2 separate regions of the Pan troglodytes genome follow, and region 2 is linked to region 1. Evidence: chromatin contacts called from public HiChIP or PLAC-seq data. All regions are on one chromosome and are shown on one strand. The core of a region is the stretch at or near the end of the contact, and the rest is flanking DNA. Distances in the headings are between cores, read along the strand shown.

Region 1 (7,755 bases), core at 2,821-5,320:
CTTACAGAGGCCCTTCATGGTCTGGGGTGGACATGAGCTCCCATCTGTTGCAAGGTGCTACTCTGATCAGGCCTTTTCGGAGGAACATTTCAACTTCACATTTCAGAGCAGCCAGGCGGGAGCTTACCTAGGCTCAGTAGGCTGCGTGGAGTCTATGGTAAAGTGGAGAGCCTCTTCTATGGCCACCATCAGCTCCAGGTTATAATGCTTTTGTGGGTACCTAGGCCCAGTGTTACCAAAAATTCTGATTTTTTTGAGAGAGGTCAGATATTCAGATTTTTTTTTTTTGAAAAGGAGTCTCACTCCGTAGCTCAGGCTGGAGTACAGTGGCCCCATCTAGGCTCACTGCAACCTCTGCCTCCCAGGTTCAAGTGATTCTCCTGCCTCAGCCTCTCGTGTAGCTGGGATTACAGATGTGTGCCACTATGCCCGGCTACTTTTTTATTTTTTTAGTAGAGATGGCGTTTCACCATGTTGGCCAGGCTGGTCTTGAACTCCTGACCTCAAGTGATCCATCCACCTCAGCTTCCCAAAGTGCTGGGATTACAGACATGAGCCACCACGCCCGGCCAGACATTCAGATTTTTATGGAAACTCTTATGATTTTTAAATGTTATAAGGTCCAAATAAAACACCTCTATGAGACAGTTTTTGATTTTGACTTTATCCCTAGCAATACTTTTGGCTCTGGAACCTGCAGTAATCCAATAGTGTGGGTAGAGGTCTCCTCCTGACTCCCTGTGGTGACAAAGGACATGAAGATGGGCCATCCCAAGCAGACAGAGAAGCTGTGACACTAACACTGGTGTGCAATGACCCAGGAGTTGGGAGAAGTTGAAGAGAGGGCAGCCTATTTGGAGGGAAGCTAAGGACTGCCTTCTTCCCAGACACCCTCCCCTATAGATGTGACAGAGAGCAGTTGTCCCTGCTGAGGGATGTCACCCCTGCATGTGTCTAAACTAGGGGGCGCAAATGAAAGGGTCTTTAGAGGGCAGGTGGGAATGAAATCCCAGGGCTTTGGCTGTAATATTATGGTGCTCAGACAAAACATGACCCCAGGCATCATTTGTGGTCCCTAAAACCCTTCTGGAACCTATTTATCTGTTTGACCTGTTCTTCCTCTTGGGCTAACACATTCCATATGTTTAAGTACCTGTTGTAAAGAGTAAATTAGTGGAGGGAGGGGAGACCTCTTTAAAACTATTGGGGGCTGGGTGTAGTGGCTCAGGCCTTTAATCCCAGCACTTTGGGAGGCCGAGGTGAGAGAATCGCTTGAGCCCAGAAGTTTGAGACCAGCCTGGGCAACATAGGGAGACCTTATCTCTATATGACAAAAAATACACACTATATTTTATTCACTATACACACAAAATACACACTATATTTTACTGATCACTTGCACATATTTTATTTCAGTATTTTTCAAGCTTTTGGATTGTGACTCACAGTAAGAAATGCAGTTAATATTGTCATCCATTACACACATACACTGAATTATGAGAAATTGACAATATCCCACCTTCTTGACCTATAAAATGGCAATTTTGTAGGGTTCAACCTATATATAATGCAAACAAACATTTTATGCAACAATATTTGCCCTTGCTTTTTGTGATACCCATTAATTTATTCTTTTAAATGTTGATTGTAGTATACTGAATTGATATCACTACCACTACCAGTAATGACTAGGTTACAATCAACTGCTTTATTTAATCTTCATAATTTTTCGGGCAGGAATAATCACTGCCTCCCATCCCCTTAAACATGCCAAGATGCTTTATCCCTAGGATGAGGTGACTTACTCCAGGTAACTCCTATTGCCTAACCACTGACCAATTACTCTGCCCTTTAGTCTTTATGTCATTAAATCTGCATTAAGAATTTCATGGAATAGGCCCGGCATGGTGGCTCATGCCTGTAATCCCAGCACCTTGGGAGACCGAGGTGGGAGGATCACTTGAGGTCAGCAGTTCGAGACCAGCCTGGACAACATGGCGAAACCCCATCTCTACTAAAAATACAAAATAGCCAGGTGTGGTGGTGGGCACCTGTAATCCCAGCTATTTGGGAAGCTGAGGCAGCAGGAGAATCGCTTGAACTGGGGAGGCAGAGGTTGCAGTGAGTCGAGATCGTGCCAGTGCACTCCAGCCTGGGCGACAGAGCGAGACTCTGTCTCAAAAAAAAAAAACAAAAAAAAAACAAAAAAAACAACAACTCATGGAATGGATAGCAACATTGATGAATATTGCGTCTGGAGAGATCAGATCACTTGTCACTTGTTTCCAGGCACAGGGCTTACCAAGAGGCAGATTCCAGATTTAAATAATTCTGTAACAGCAAAGTCCAAGCTATTTTCACTGCTTTGGAGAAAAGACCCAGACCCAGAGCTTGAACCTCACTTTGCAGCACCCCAGTTTTAATCTTTTAAGTTTGTTTTTTTTTTTTTTCTGCTGGGCACGGTGGTTCATGCCTATAATCCCAGCACTTTGGGAAGCCGAGGGGGAAGGATCGCTTGAGGCCAGGAGTTCGAAACCAGTCTGGGCAACATGGCAAAACCCCATCTCTACAAAAAATACAAAAATTAGGCCAGAGTGGTGGCGCGCACCTGTAGTTCCAGCTACGTGAGAGGCGGAGGTGGGAGAATCGCTTGAACCCGGGAGGCAGAGGTTGCAATGAGCTCAGATCGCGCCACTGCACTCCAGGTTGGGCGACAGAGCGATACCCTGTCTGAAACTTTTTTTTTTTCTCCAACGGGCTTTCCAGAGAAGTGTGTGTATGTGCGTGTGTGTGCGCGAGCGTGCTTGCTTGGGCTTAAACTTTCTGTCGGGCCACACTTTCCCAAGTCTTTGCACTGGCTGTAGGGTGGGCTTTATCCTCGGGACGTCCTCCTCCCCAAGTCCAGCCTGCAGCTGGAAGTCTTCACTGATCTCCGTCTCTCCTCCCTGCCCGCCTCAGGACTGGGAGGCCGATCTCTGTCTCTCGCCCTCCCCTCCACCAGCCTTTTCCAGATGTATGTCTGCTAAAGACCCCCCAGTGCAGAGGATGATGAATGAAGATCCTCGAGCCAGCCCGGTGGGAAAGTTTCGTCGCCTACAAAAGCGAGGGAAAGGGAAGGGAAGTTGGGGGGAGGGGAAAAGTTAGAGCTGAGCGGCTGGGGCGCGACGAGTCTGGACACCGGGGACCCAAGCTCTCTCCGCTCAGCCAATAACTGTGCCTCCCTTAGGAAGGCGTGAGGAAATGCTCCAATCAATCCCTGCACTCCTCCCTTGGAATTTGGGCTGTATTTTTTTATTTACTGCAAACCCCACAATCCACCCAGGGGTTTCCCCAGTGTATGCCTCCAGCGGTCCCGGTGCCCATTTACTAGTGCTGCTCCCTCTCTTCCGCAAGACTGCGCTCCAGTCCCAGCCTCCTTCTCCGCGGGTGCCTCCCAAACCGTTCTATCATTCTCGGGTTCAGGGAGGCGGGATCGTGCCTGTTCTCCGGTTCCTTTAAGAGGCGTCGGCTCCACCCCTCTCAGAGTCGCGGTCTGACGCGAGATGACAGCAACGAGTTCGGTATGTCTATGCAAATAAGCGCCCTCTTGTGGGCCAATGGGGAGCGGAGGTGCCGGAACCACGGACCAATGGGGCGGGGGCGCTGGGGCTCACCATATAAGGAGCGGCCTCGCCATAAAAGGAAACATTGTATCTCTTTATATGGGGGGAAGGGTCGGGGGATCCCTCCGCCGCCAGCGCGTGGTCCCGGCCCCCTCCACCCGCCGTCTCGGCCGCGGCCAGCAGCCCCTGCCCCCCGGGGGACGCTGACGGCCGCCCGGCGCGCCGCCCTAGCAGACGGACAGGGGGCGCTGCGCGCGGCCTGGGGCAACCCGGGCCACAGGGGCAGGAAAGTGAGGGCCCAGGTCGGCCCGGGCGTGCAGGGGCCCCGGGTTCGCAGCGGCGGCCGCGGCAGCGATAGCGGCACTAGCAGCAGCGGGAGTGCCGGGTTGAGCCGGGAAGCCGATGGCGGCGGCTGCGGCGGCTCCGATTCCTCGCTGACTGCCCGTCCGCCCTCCTGCATCGAGCGCCATGTTACCGAGCCAAGCTGGGGCCGCGGCGGCTCTGGGCCGGGGCTCGGCCCTGGGGGGCAGCCTGAACCGGACCCCGACGGGGCGGCCGGGCGGCGGCGGCGGGACACGCGGGGCTAACGGGGGCCGGGTCCCCGGGAATGGCGCGGGGCTCGGGCCCGGCCGCCTGGAGCGGGAGGCTGCGGCAGCGGCGGCAACCACCCCGGCGCCCACCGCGGGGGCCCTCTACAGCGGCAGCGAGGGCGACTCGGAGTCGGGCGAGGAGGAGGAGCTGGGCGCCGAGCGGCGCGGCCTGAAGCGGAGCCTGAGCGAGATGGAGATCGGTATGGTGGTCGGTGGGCCCGAGGCGTCGGCAGCGGCCACCGGGGGCTACGGGCCGGTGAGCGGCGCGGTGAGCGGGGCCAAGCCGGGTAAGAAGACCCGGGGCCGCGTGAAGATCAAGATGGAGTTCATCGACAACAAGCTGCGGCGCTACACGACCTTCAGCAAGAGGAAGACGGGCATCATGAAGAAGGTACCAAGCCGGGGGGCTGGCCGGCCCCGGGGCCCGGTTGGGGTGGGGATGTGCAAAGGGAGCCCGGGAGGACCGCAGAGCCGAGGCGGAGGTGAGAGGCTGCGAGTCCGTAGGAGGTGTGTGGGAGGGGATGGCTCCTGCCCGGGGAGGGCCGAAGGGGAGGGGCCGCCGGGGAAATGTGGGGAGAGGGGAGATCCCGCGAACGCTCGCAACCGTGGGGAAAGGCGCAGAGGTGGGAGTGACCGGCGCAAGAGAGGAAGAGGGCCCTTGCTGAGTGAAGGGGTGAGGAGCGGTGATGGGAGGCTACGAGGCTGCCGGGGAGGTGGATAATGAGAACCCGGGATCAGTAGGTCCAGTGCACTCCGGTGTTCGGACGAGGGCGCCGGAAAAGCAGGGAGCAAACGAGAAGGTATGGAGGTGAGGAGGCTGGAGCTGCATGACAACAATGAGCGAGCATGTGTGGGAGGAAGTGGGCACCACGAGAGTAGTGCTGGTTGGAAGGACAGGCAGGGTTAGGGACCAGGTAAGGGAGCGGGGCAGGAGAACTGGTGCTGCCCTGAGCAGCAGGAACCTAGTCCTGCGCCGGCCGTGAGTCTTCCATGGCATCCACTGGGAACCACATGCTCCTGGCAGGACCCGCTGCAGAATCTCCTGCCGTTAGGACAAGTGGGGTTTCCAGCCCTAGGGAGAATCTATGCTTGGATGGGGTTTGGGAGAAGTCAGGGAGGCTTGCAGAGGTACCTAGGAATTCCTCTTCTGCCAGCCAGTGAAAAGTGTTGAGGAAAGGAGTCATTTTGGGGTGTAGACGTTAAGGGAAGAGATGAAAGCAGAGAAACTGGGAGACAAGGAGCTGGATCCTTGGGAACACTGGCTGGTGTTTATTTCTGTCCCATGTAGAAACCAGAGCTGCTTCCAAGGTGTTTTGCAGAACTTTGTTGGGAGAGTATGGCATCTATGGGGCCATCCTTGAAGGTCCCCTTCCTGGGCTCATGGCAGGATGTTTAGTGCTAATCTAGGTCTCGTCTCCCATCACTCCAGACACTGTTGTATCAGTGTCCCTTGTCACTTGATCATCAGTGGAGAAGATTGTGGGGGGAGGTAATTAAGGAAAACTCTCTTCTCTCCTTCCATAACCTTCTTCCCAAGACAAAGGAGTAAGGGCAGTAAAGTATTACAGGGCAAAAGGAGAAACTAGGCTGTGGCAACAAGTTGGAGCCTGTGCAGTTTCTGGAAAAAAACATGGGACAGTTGGAGCTTAAATGGTCCATTATCACTAATGTCTTGTACAAATTCCAGTGTGATAGGTAGGGATCCATCGTGGTCCCTGTGACAGTGAGAAGGGGTGAGGCTCTGGGACATTCCAGGCACTAAGCTGTGTTGGGAAGCAGCTAGCTGGGTCCTTCGTATCCCCTGAAGTTATATGTTCCATCACTGGGGGCTGTTACTGTTTGCTTGGGGTATCTTCAGGTCAATGGGGCTGCTCCTCAAAGGAGGAGCATGGGTAGTTTTGCTGCTTCCAGAGATCCTGATAGGACACCCTTCCCTCAGAGTCATTAGAGACGAAGGTCATTATGGGAATGGGGGAATGACATCACTGTATAATTCTTTTTCCAACTTCTCAAGGAAGGTAGAGATAAAAAGTTTGCTGACCTGCCCATCTCCCTCCTCACCCCTCAGGCCTATGAGCTGTCCACGCTGACAGGGACACAGGTGCTGTTGCTGGTGGCCAGTGAGACAGGCCATGTGTATACCTTTGCCACCCGAAAACTGCAGCCCATGATCACCAGTGAGACCGGCAAGGCACTGATTCAGACCTGCCTCAACTCGCCAGACTCTCCACCCCGTTCAGACCCCACAACAGACCAGAGAATGAGTGCCACTGGCTTTGAAGAGACAGATCTCACCTACCAGGTGTCGGAGTCTGACAGCAGTGGGGAGACCAAGGTGTGTTTGGGTTGCCTATGTGAGAGGAGGGAAGGGAGCGGGGTCCCTCTCCCTTTCTGGCCCAGGACAGGTGGATAGGTGCCCACCGATGTGGAGTGGAGCCGGATTAACGACCCTCGTCCTAGGGGACAGGTGTCCATCCTCGCTTTCCTGATAGAAGACCGCCCCCCTAGATAAGCGGGCGGCCTCCGTGCCCATATAAGGCCGGCTTGGGCTCCACGCCGGCCTCCCGCCCGCAGCCCGCCTGCCTGGCAGGGCCTTTGCATTCCTCCCGCCAGCTGTCTCCCCGCTAGGGGCGGGGGTGTAGCTTAGCCCGGCCCTCCGGGCTGGGTCGCCAGGGAGTAGAAAGGGAGCACTCCGGTCCCGGGGTCCTGGGAATCCAGCACTCTTGGCAGGCGGGCTGGTTGACTGGGCCGGGGACTACCTTACAAGCCAGCCGCTGCCCTTTCAGGGTGTTGGGGGCCTGGGCAGTTAGGGAGCGCATTTGCCTGCTGCTAGGGATGCCTGCGCTGTTACTCCTCCCCCTTCCTTTTCCCGGTAAGGAGAGGGGGTGGGGCTTCCTCTCTTGCTGTCTGGGGAGCTCCACCTTCCGGGTGGCACTTAACTGACTGGCCAATGGGAGGAAGCGGCACTGTTTGCCTTAGCAACGCCTCTGCCAATCAAGGGTCTTGGGCCCAGCTGCTTAGCAAACGTCTCGTGCTGACCCACCCCGCAGCCTTTGAGCCTCTGGTTGACTCAATTCGGGTCTGGGCTTGGTGGCTTGGTTCTCAGTTTCCTTCTTCCCCTTCTAAGAACGAAGTCTTCCTTAGGGGAGAGTCAGTGCTGTAGGCTACCTCCTCTCTTAGTGGCATATCATCTGTAATAATTTTTAAACTTTTATAACAGTAGGGCTCATTTATTCCCAGGAAATTTTGTTGGATGAGTACATTCTTTTGGTAGTTTACATCTTGGGTGTTTGACATATAGTGTGTCATTGCCAGATTCTCAAGATCTCTCTCAAACTCTTAAGTTCCCTGAGAAACTCAGTTCCTATCTCAGAAGCCTGACAAATTAGAGCTGGAAGAACTCTTTGAAAGAAAACGTAGTAGCCCAGCCCCCTCATGCTTATAGAAGAGGAAAACCGAGGTTCAGAAAAGGGGAGTGGTTATTTCAGGGTCACTTAGATGGTCATTACCAGAGCTAGGAACAGACCTTGGTGTCCTGACTCCCCAGCCAATGGGATTACCAC
Region 2 (7,755 bases), core at 3,251-5,750, 340 kb after region 1:
AGTGCCCAGCACCCCTGCCTCAGCCCAGGCCTCACCCCACCACCAGCCCAGCCCAGCGCCCCTAACACTCAGTGCCCCAGCTAGCTCTGCCAGCTCTGAAGAGGACCTGCTGGTCAGCTGGCAGCGGGCATTTGTGGACCGTACTCCACCACCTGCTGCTGTGGCCCAGCGCACAGCCTTTGGACGCGATGCCCTCCCTGAGCTGCAGCGCCATTTTGCCCATAGCCCCGCTGACAGAGATGAGGTGGTCCAGGCACCTTCTGCCCGACCCGAAGAGAGTGAGCTTTTGCTACCCACAGAACCTGACTCTGGCTTTCCCAGGGAGGAAGAAGAGCTGAACCTGCCTATCAGTCCTGAGGAAGAGCGCCAGAGCCTGCTGCCCATTAACAGTGGCACAGAGGAGGGGCCAGGCACTTCCCACACCGAGGGCAGGGCCTGGCCACTCCCCAGCTCCAGTCGTCCCCAGCGCAGCCCCAAGAGGATGGGGGTTCACCACCTGCACCGCAAGGACAGCCTGACCCAGGCCCAGGAGCAGGGCAACCTGCTCAACTAGGGTCCCTGCTGGCCTTCCTGCCATTGCTGCACCAGGACTGCAAGGAGTCCCCACACCTTGGCAGCTCAGGGTCCCCAGTCCAAGCCCTTGACCTCTCCTCTATCCAGACCCGCACAGCCGTTTCCTGTGTGGATGGGGTCAGGTTGTGGGCCATGCCAGGCCTGTCAGCTGCGTTGACTGACTGCGGCAGCTTGCCTCATGGTTTTCCCCTTTTCTTAGAATATTTATTCTTCAGAGGTAACATGCAGTTGGGTCTCAAGACCTTTCCTCCAATCAGCCCAACCCAGCCCAGACTGGGCTTTTCTGGGGAGCTGAGGAGTTTATCAGTATTCATCTTCCATCCTCCTTTCATAGTCACAAGTTTTGTTATTTTGTTTTTTTTTTGGGGGGGGTGATGGTGTAATTGTTAACCTCATTTCTGTTTCCTACCTGTTTGCTTCCCCCCCCCCCCCAGTCCTCCGCATGAGCTGTTGCCCTCCAGGGGCCTGGCACAGCTGGCCTTGGGGACGAGGGAGAGGACTGATTCAGGGCCCCCTCAGCTGTCTCCTCCCTCCCTCTGGAAAGGAGGGTGGGGCTCAGGGGCCTCAAGCTGGGCTCTGTGTGAGGCCTGGCCCCCACTCCCAACCTTGGCTCTAGACTGTTACTCTTAAGCTTTGGGAAATTTTCACATTGATGACTATTTTAAAATCAAATAAAACTATTTTACTGATATGGCCTAACTTGTCTTAATGACCTCCCCTCTCCCACTTTTCTCCCCATTTGTAAGTATTCCCAGTCCTAGTCTCATCCTAGTCGGCTAGTGACTCCCCCTCGCCCCACTCTGCCTAGGGTTTCCCTAGGCACAGAGCATCAGGGAGCGGGAAAGGGGGCACCTTAAGTAACCTTAGCAGGGTCCCTGAGCCTTCCCTCGGAGGCAGGGACCAGATCTTTATGGGGCTAGTGTAAGGTGTTGCCTCAGAGGCCTGGGTTCTAGGCCTGGCCAGGCCTATTTTGAGATCCTGGCTGGACCAGTTCACGCGGCTTAGAGCTTGGGCTGTGCGATGCTACTGCCCCCTAGTGGTGCTTACTGGTAGTTCCAATTCCTCCCCTACTGCCGGCCCCAAGTGACTACAGCCACACGACAGGTTGTGGAGTTCATAAAATCTTTTCCGAGCCAGCGGGTTGCAGCCAGAGCTGCCAAGTTCAAAGGCATTGCCGTGGGTTCAAGTGCCCCCCAAGGCTGTTGCTCAGTCACAGCTTCCAGAGCTTCCTTCCCACCACACTGCCAGGAGCTGCCAGAGCCCCCATGCAGCCCCTGACCCCAGTTCCCTCCCAAGTCCCAGGGCCCGACCCTGATATCTGGGGCAAGGTGCTCGGGACATAGATAAGTGAAATGGTGTGCAGAGGCCCAGTGGAGAGTCACATCTCGGTCTCAGCCAACAGACTGTCCCCTAGTCCTGACGTCATTAGCACCATCTGAGAGCTGGGATCTGTGGAAGGGCAGAGGAGTGTTCAGACCACCATTCCTTCCTCCAATGGGGACCACAGATAGGTGAGAGCCTAGGTTCTGCACACCCACTCTCCCTTGTCCCGAGCCTCTTCCAGACCTGGCTCTGATCAACCCTCTGGGTTCTTACCGCTGGGGCACATCCAGGAGCTGCTGCCTCTCTGGTGGGCAGCAGGCTCCCGCCCTCTCTCCCATTCCTGGGTGTCGCCAGCCCCTCCTGCCACTTCCTCCTCCTCCTCTCCCTCAGAGAGGAGGTCACAGATCTGTTGCTGCAGCTCTGGGCTAATGCTGTTCTCAGCCAACACCAGGCTCCGCAAAGCTGTGGGGTAATTTTCTACCATGTCCAGCAGGGTCTGAAGTGGGGAAGAATATGGAAAAGGATGAACACAGTTAAGGCAGGTCCTCAGACCCCAACCTGCCACGCCTTAGGTATGTCATCAGACACATAAGCTAACCTCCACCCCATCCCCTGGCCGTGCCCAAACATGACGACTTCCCACCTGAGCTGACTGGTTGGTGAGCCCTGTGCCCTCCAAGTCTAGCACCTCTAGGGTACGACTAGAGGCCACAGCTACAGCCAGCATTCCTGCCACATGGTCACCTGGGGAGACAACACACGTGCACACATTCATACACATGCCTGCTAATCCTTACAGATAGCTTCCCCATTGCCTTAACAACTTTAGATACTAATCCCTGGCCAAGGAAACATGGACAATTGGTGGTGGTCAGGAAGGGATCATTGTGATTGGTGAGTGAAGGCACGAAGCAAGTTAGGCCCACGGGTGGTGACTGATGCTTTGATCTATTTATTGGTCACCTGGTCCTCCACAAAGCTATCTCCTTGACCCCTGGGGGCTCGCCTTTCTCTTCCCTCTCCCAGTGTACGGGTTACCATGTCAACTGTTGGTCCCAGGCTCTTGGATAGGGCATGAAGCAGTGACAGCCCAAGGGGGTATTCTTGAGCCTCACCCAGGGGGTTGTAATCCAGATTGAGGACGCGGACCTGGGAGCTGTGGGCCACGGCAATGGCGAGGCGGCTCCAGCCCTTAGGGGTGATGCCAGGGTTGGCACTCAGCGTTAGCTCCTTCAAGCCTGGGCAGCATCATAGCAAGAAACCAGAATAGGGAGGGTTAAGCCCTCCTCCAGCCCTTCCCCACCATCCCTGAGTCTCTGGGGTGTCCCTAGTGGCTGGGCACCACCTTACCCCCACCATAGAGGTCAAGAGCCATTAAGGAGGCCCATGCTTCCTCTGCCTGCCCCAGCCTGGATTCCTGAGTCTCCATGCTGCCCCCCGTCCTGCCCCTTCCTGAGAGGAGTAGAAAGATGTTCTCACCCACATCATCAGAGCTCTGGGGCCACACCCCCTTCCCTCTGCATTTCGATTTTCATCACTGCCACACTAGCCCAAGCCCTCAACAGGGTCCTGCTCACCAGATTTGGCCCCATCTGGGGGCAGGAGGCCACAGATGAGGTTGATGGCTTCATCACCCAGCATGCAGTCCCCCAGGTCCAGAGCCACGAGGGCAGGGTGGAGGGCCAGGGCTGGGTTCAGCAAGGCCAGCCCCGCATCTGTCAGGGGGCTCCCATGCAGGCTGGAGGAGAGTGAGAGAGCAGGGTTACTGCAGTCCTCGGCCCTATCTACATGGGAAAGGGACACTTTCACTTCTGTCAGCCCTAGGTATGGGGAGGGCACTCAGTCACAGCACTTGAGGGGCCTGGAAAAGGAGAAGGAAAGTTCTAGATTCTCAGGGAATACAGATAGAGGGAGAATTCGGTTTGTTTTCTGGGGCAGGGATCCAGGACATTGCACAGGGAGGGGCAGAGAAGGGGTGGGTGGGTGGTGGACCGGAACTCTGCAGTGGGCAGGGCTCTCGTCCCCACGGGGATATTCCCCCTTGGGAACCGAGGAGCTGCCCCAGTGAAGTAAATGCAGATGATTAGGTGGGGAGGTACGGCCCCCACCTCATGTCAGGAAGTGGTGGGTATCCCAACACGGGTAGGGTCGCGCGTGCAAAGTCCAAGCATGTGCTTGGAGGGTGCTGTGAAGGCATGGGCCGAGGCACTGTGTATGTGCATAAGGCATGTGAAGGTAGTATGGTACTGGAAGGAGTGTGGAGGAACAGGAGGTGCCAGGGGTGTATGGAAGGGTGCAGTGCCCGGGACCCCCTTGCGAGGGGGCGCACTCACAAGAGGGACTGGATGGAGCGGTTGGTCCGCAGAGCCTCAGCCAGCTGCTTGATGCGGCTGGGGCTGGACACGACGCCCAGGTTAAGGTTGAGCTGCGCCAGGGACGTGGCCCCGGCCAGGGCCCGGCAGATGCGGCCAAAGTCGCGGTCGCAGAGGCGGCAGCCGCGCAGTGAGAGCAGGCGCACGGCGTTGTCGCGAAGGCCGCGGCAGATGTCCCGCACCTCGGCGCCGGACAGCGGCTCCCCCGAAATCTGGATGGAGCTGGGCAGCATCGTGCCCACGGCTGGGCCTCCGGGTACGGGGCCGGAACGGAGGTTGGTGGGGCCGCGGGCGGGGCCGGGGATAGGGCCGGGGTCGGGGCCCCGGCAGGGGTCGCGGGCGGAGTGGGGCCGGGGGTGGAGGCGGCGGCTGTGGCGGAGGCTGCGGCTGCGGCGGAGGCTGCGGCGGGGGCGGAGAAGAGCTACCGGGACTGAGCCGGAGCCGGCCAGAGGTGCGGAGGCGTCCAGGGCGCGGGCCGGGCTGAAGTGGGGCGGCGCTGGGGCGGGGGCGGCCCGCACGGTCCGTGTCTGGGCGTTGGGGCGGGTGCGCGTTCCGGGGGTTGGGCAGGCGCTGCTCGGCGCTTGTCCTTGTCCCTCGCGGTCGCGGCGGCGGCGGCGGCAGCGGCAGCGAGTGGCTCAAGGGCTTCGGCTTACCGGTCTCGGTTAGGAGGCCGTACCCGCTCCCTAGTTCTCTGCTGCCCGGCTCCCCCCGACCACCCCGCGGGCCTGGCCGCACGGCTGGCAGAGAGAGCCTGAGGCGGGCGCCTGGCGGCAGCTCCGGCTCCAGCTCCAGAGAGCGAGCGGGCGGCGAGTTCCCATGGCAACGGCCGCGTCACCGCCGCTCGCCCCGCCCCCTGCCCGGCTAAGGCCACGCCGGCCCGCGAGGTTCGCGTACACTGGGTGGTTCGGGGCAAGGAGCTGGGAGCGATAGGCCGCTCTTCCCTTGGGAGTGGGGTCAGCCAGCTGGCAGAAGGAAGGCGGCAGGGCTGAGTGGGTAGGGCTGACGGGGAGCGGAATGGAGGCACGCCCCGTGGAGATGGCGTTGGGCACGGTTACTGGTGCTTCTGCCCATTCTTCCATCCTTTCCCGTTCCTAAGGTCCATACCCCCGCCGGAATCCAGGGCACTGTTCCCTCCTATTTGGAAGGCCCCAGGGCCCTTTCATCCGCGCCGCGCCTCGCCCCCGCCCCCCTGACTCGAGGCGCAGCGTGCGTGGTGATCCCGGCCCATGGGGACTTCCCCGCTTGCTCCTCGCCAAGATGGCGGCCTCATCAGGGAGGCCCCAGGGACCACGGCTGGGCAGAGCCAGCTTGAGCTGCTGGGGAGAAGGGTACCCCATAGGGTCCCTAGGGCAGGGGAGCCTCAGATAGATGCAAGGTCCTGGTGCCACACCTTCTCAGGTACGCAGGGCACTGTTGACATCTGAGGGTGTGTCCATGCCGCGAGACTGGGGCAGCCAATACAAAGAAGGTGCCAGGGCCAGGGCCCTGGAGCACTGGTGAGGACATGAAGGCGGCTGAGCCACACTGCACGGTGCAGGCGGTGCTGTCTCAACTTTGTCCTCTGGCCAGGGTGGTGGGGGACTCACTTGTGTAACGCAGGACAAATGAAGGGCACCTCTGTTAGTCCCTTTGTTAGGAGGAATAGATGCTGCTGACCCAGATTTACTAGTGTTAAGAAGATTATTTTACATAAAATATAATATTCAATATAGTGAAGGGAGGTCAAAGGCCCTATTCCCACTCTTAGCCACCTGAATTAACTTATTAAGTGGAGCAGATTAAAGAAGTGGTGGGGGTGGATGGTGCTATGTTAGGAGTGGTGGTTGGTTTTAAGAGGAAAGACAGAAGAACTAAAAGGAGCTGGCCCCAGTACCACCAGGGCAAAGCCAAATTTGGCTTCAATTAAGAGCTCCATAGGAAAATTATCAACACAATGCCCAGGTGCAGAAGATCCTTGTTTTGACACAGGGTTTAAGTCGGGATGTTTTGTCCAATTGTCACTGCTTCCTTGGCTTCCCAAGAGTGCAGCTGAGCCCAGACTCAAGCTGGCTGCAGTGTTCCATCAGGCTTATGGCTTTTGTGCTTGAGGCCTCCCTGCCGCTTCATGGGTCAGGTGTCATATTCAATCACTGCCTTCTATGTAGTCTGGCCTGTCCCACCTTTATCCTGCCTGAGTGAGGATATGAAGAAGGGAACATATGACATTACCATTGTTGACTGAGCAGGAAAGTATATAGGAAGTGGGATGACAGGGAGGACCACTGGATCAGCCGCTGCAGTTCCAGACTTCAATCAACATTTTAATTACCAAGTCTATATTTAGCAAGACAATGTGGGAGAGATAAAGAGGAAGGAAGGGGTAGGTGGTGAGGGGTTCTCAAAGGAGCTGACCCATTTTCTGCATTGGCTGCAGAGCCTTGCAGTCCTGGCCAGGAGTTCTTGGCCTTGTGCCTTTCAGAAGTGCCGACAGGCATCAAGGAGGTACTTACGCAGCTACAGCTCAGTGGCAGCTGCAAACCCCATCTACGAAACATGTCATCAGGACTGTCCTTTAATAGTCTTCCTCCTCTCTGCAGCTGCGGGAAAGAGGACTGGCCAAGAATTTCAGGTGGGGTCAGTGTGACTGCAGGGTCACCGCAACAGCTTTGGCTGTGGCGTTGAGGACGGTGGTGGGAAGCCGAGCAGCAGGGAGCATGGCAGGGATGTCTCTGGGGACCCTCTGGATGGGCGGGATGTTGGGGCCCTCCAGTGTGTCCAGGATCCCTGGAAGGAAGATGGAAGGTGAGCGAGGGTCAGATGGGCCCAGCCCACCGGCCATCATATCTAGCTTCTTGCTCTAGGCAGCTGCTTTCCCATTCTCCCCCACCCAGACCTTCCTGCCACTTACCCTCTACCACTTTGTGGTAGGCAAAATGCAGATAGAGCAGGAAGAGCATGTGTAGGGCAGCCAGGGTGCCACAGAGGAGCAGCCGCTGTGTGGGGCCCACGGTCCGAGACACCAACACTGCTACCTAGGGCCATGAGAATACAGCTCAAAGGGCCTGGCTCCAAAGTGAGGAGTGGGGACAAGACACCCCCACCCAGGGCAGAACCATCTTTGGGCTCTTCCCTCCCATTTAGGGCTCTTTGTGAGATGGACAGCTCCAGGCTGTCTTCCCCAACTCCCTGGGAGGACAGCCCACCCCTGGAAGCCTCTTGCCCAGCTTACCATGCGCAGTGTGGACAGTCCACCCACCAACAGCCAGAAGAGGTAGAAGAGGGCGTGGAGGTGGATATTATAGGTGATGAACAGGACAATGCAGTGCCCAAAGAGGCCATAGCCCTGGGAAGGAGGATGGTGGAGAGGAAAATCATTCAGGTTGGGCTGCTTTCTGGCCCCTCATGGGGACCCTGGGAAACACATGGTCCATTGGCCTACTCCTCCCATTCCAGGCTTTGGGGCCCCAGGACAGATGCCGACCAAGGCCTGGCTACTCTTTTTAACATC

Evidence for each region. HiChIP or PLAC-seq counts read pairs in DNA pulled down with a chosen protein or histone mark.
Region 2: a contact with region 1 is called in an H3K4me3 HiChIP or PLAC-seq map of stem cell-derived excitatory neurons, with 7 times the contacts expected there. The contact joins the promoter of LRRC73 here to the promoter of SRF in region 1. A contact is called at or near these places in 1 of 7 Hi-C or Micro-C datasets (stem cell-derived neural progenitor cells) and 1 of 1 datasets of contacts at active chromatin or transcription factors (stem cell-derived excitatory neurons).

The regions. Positions count from the first base shown.
Region 1 is chr5:49,061,490-49,069,244 of NHGRI_mPanTro3-v2.0_pri, forward strand. It overlaps SRF (serum response factor), which reads left to right and starts at 4,071. Exons shown (of 6, transcript XM_016955554.3): 1 at 4,071-4,583; 2 at 6,261-6,527. The coding sequence starts at 4,071.
Region 2 is chr5:49,398,253-49,406,007 of NHGRI_mPanTro3-v2.0_pri, forward strand. It overlaps LRRC73 (leucine rich repeat containing 73), which reads right to left and starts at 4,501. Exons shown (of 6, transcript XM_001138441.6): 1 at 4,230-4,501; 2 at 3,474-3,634; 3 at 3,012-3,134; 4 at 2,540-2,640; 5 at 2,170-2,392; 6 at 1,679-2,022. The coding sequence starts at 4,501. The coding sequence ends at 1,952. It overlaps TJAP1 (tight junction associated protein 1), which reads left to right. Exons shown (of 11, transcript NM_001280172.1): 11 at 1-1,262. The coding sequence ends at 553. YIPF3 (Yip1 domain family member 3) reads right to left here. Exons shown (of 9, transcript XM_001138532.7): 7 at 7,477-7,590; 8 at 7,156-7,279; 9 at 6,548-7,031. The coding sequence ends at 6,883. It also overlaps a transcript of POLR1C not described here.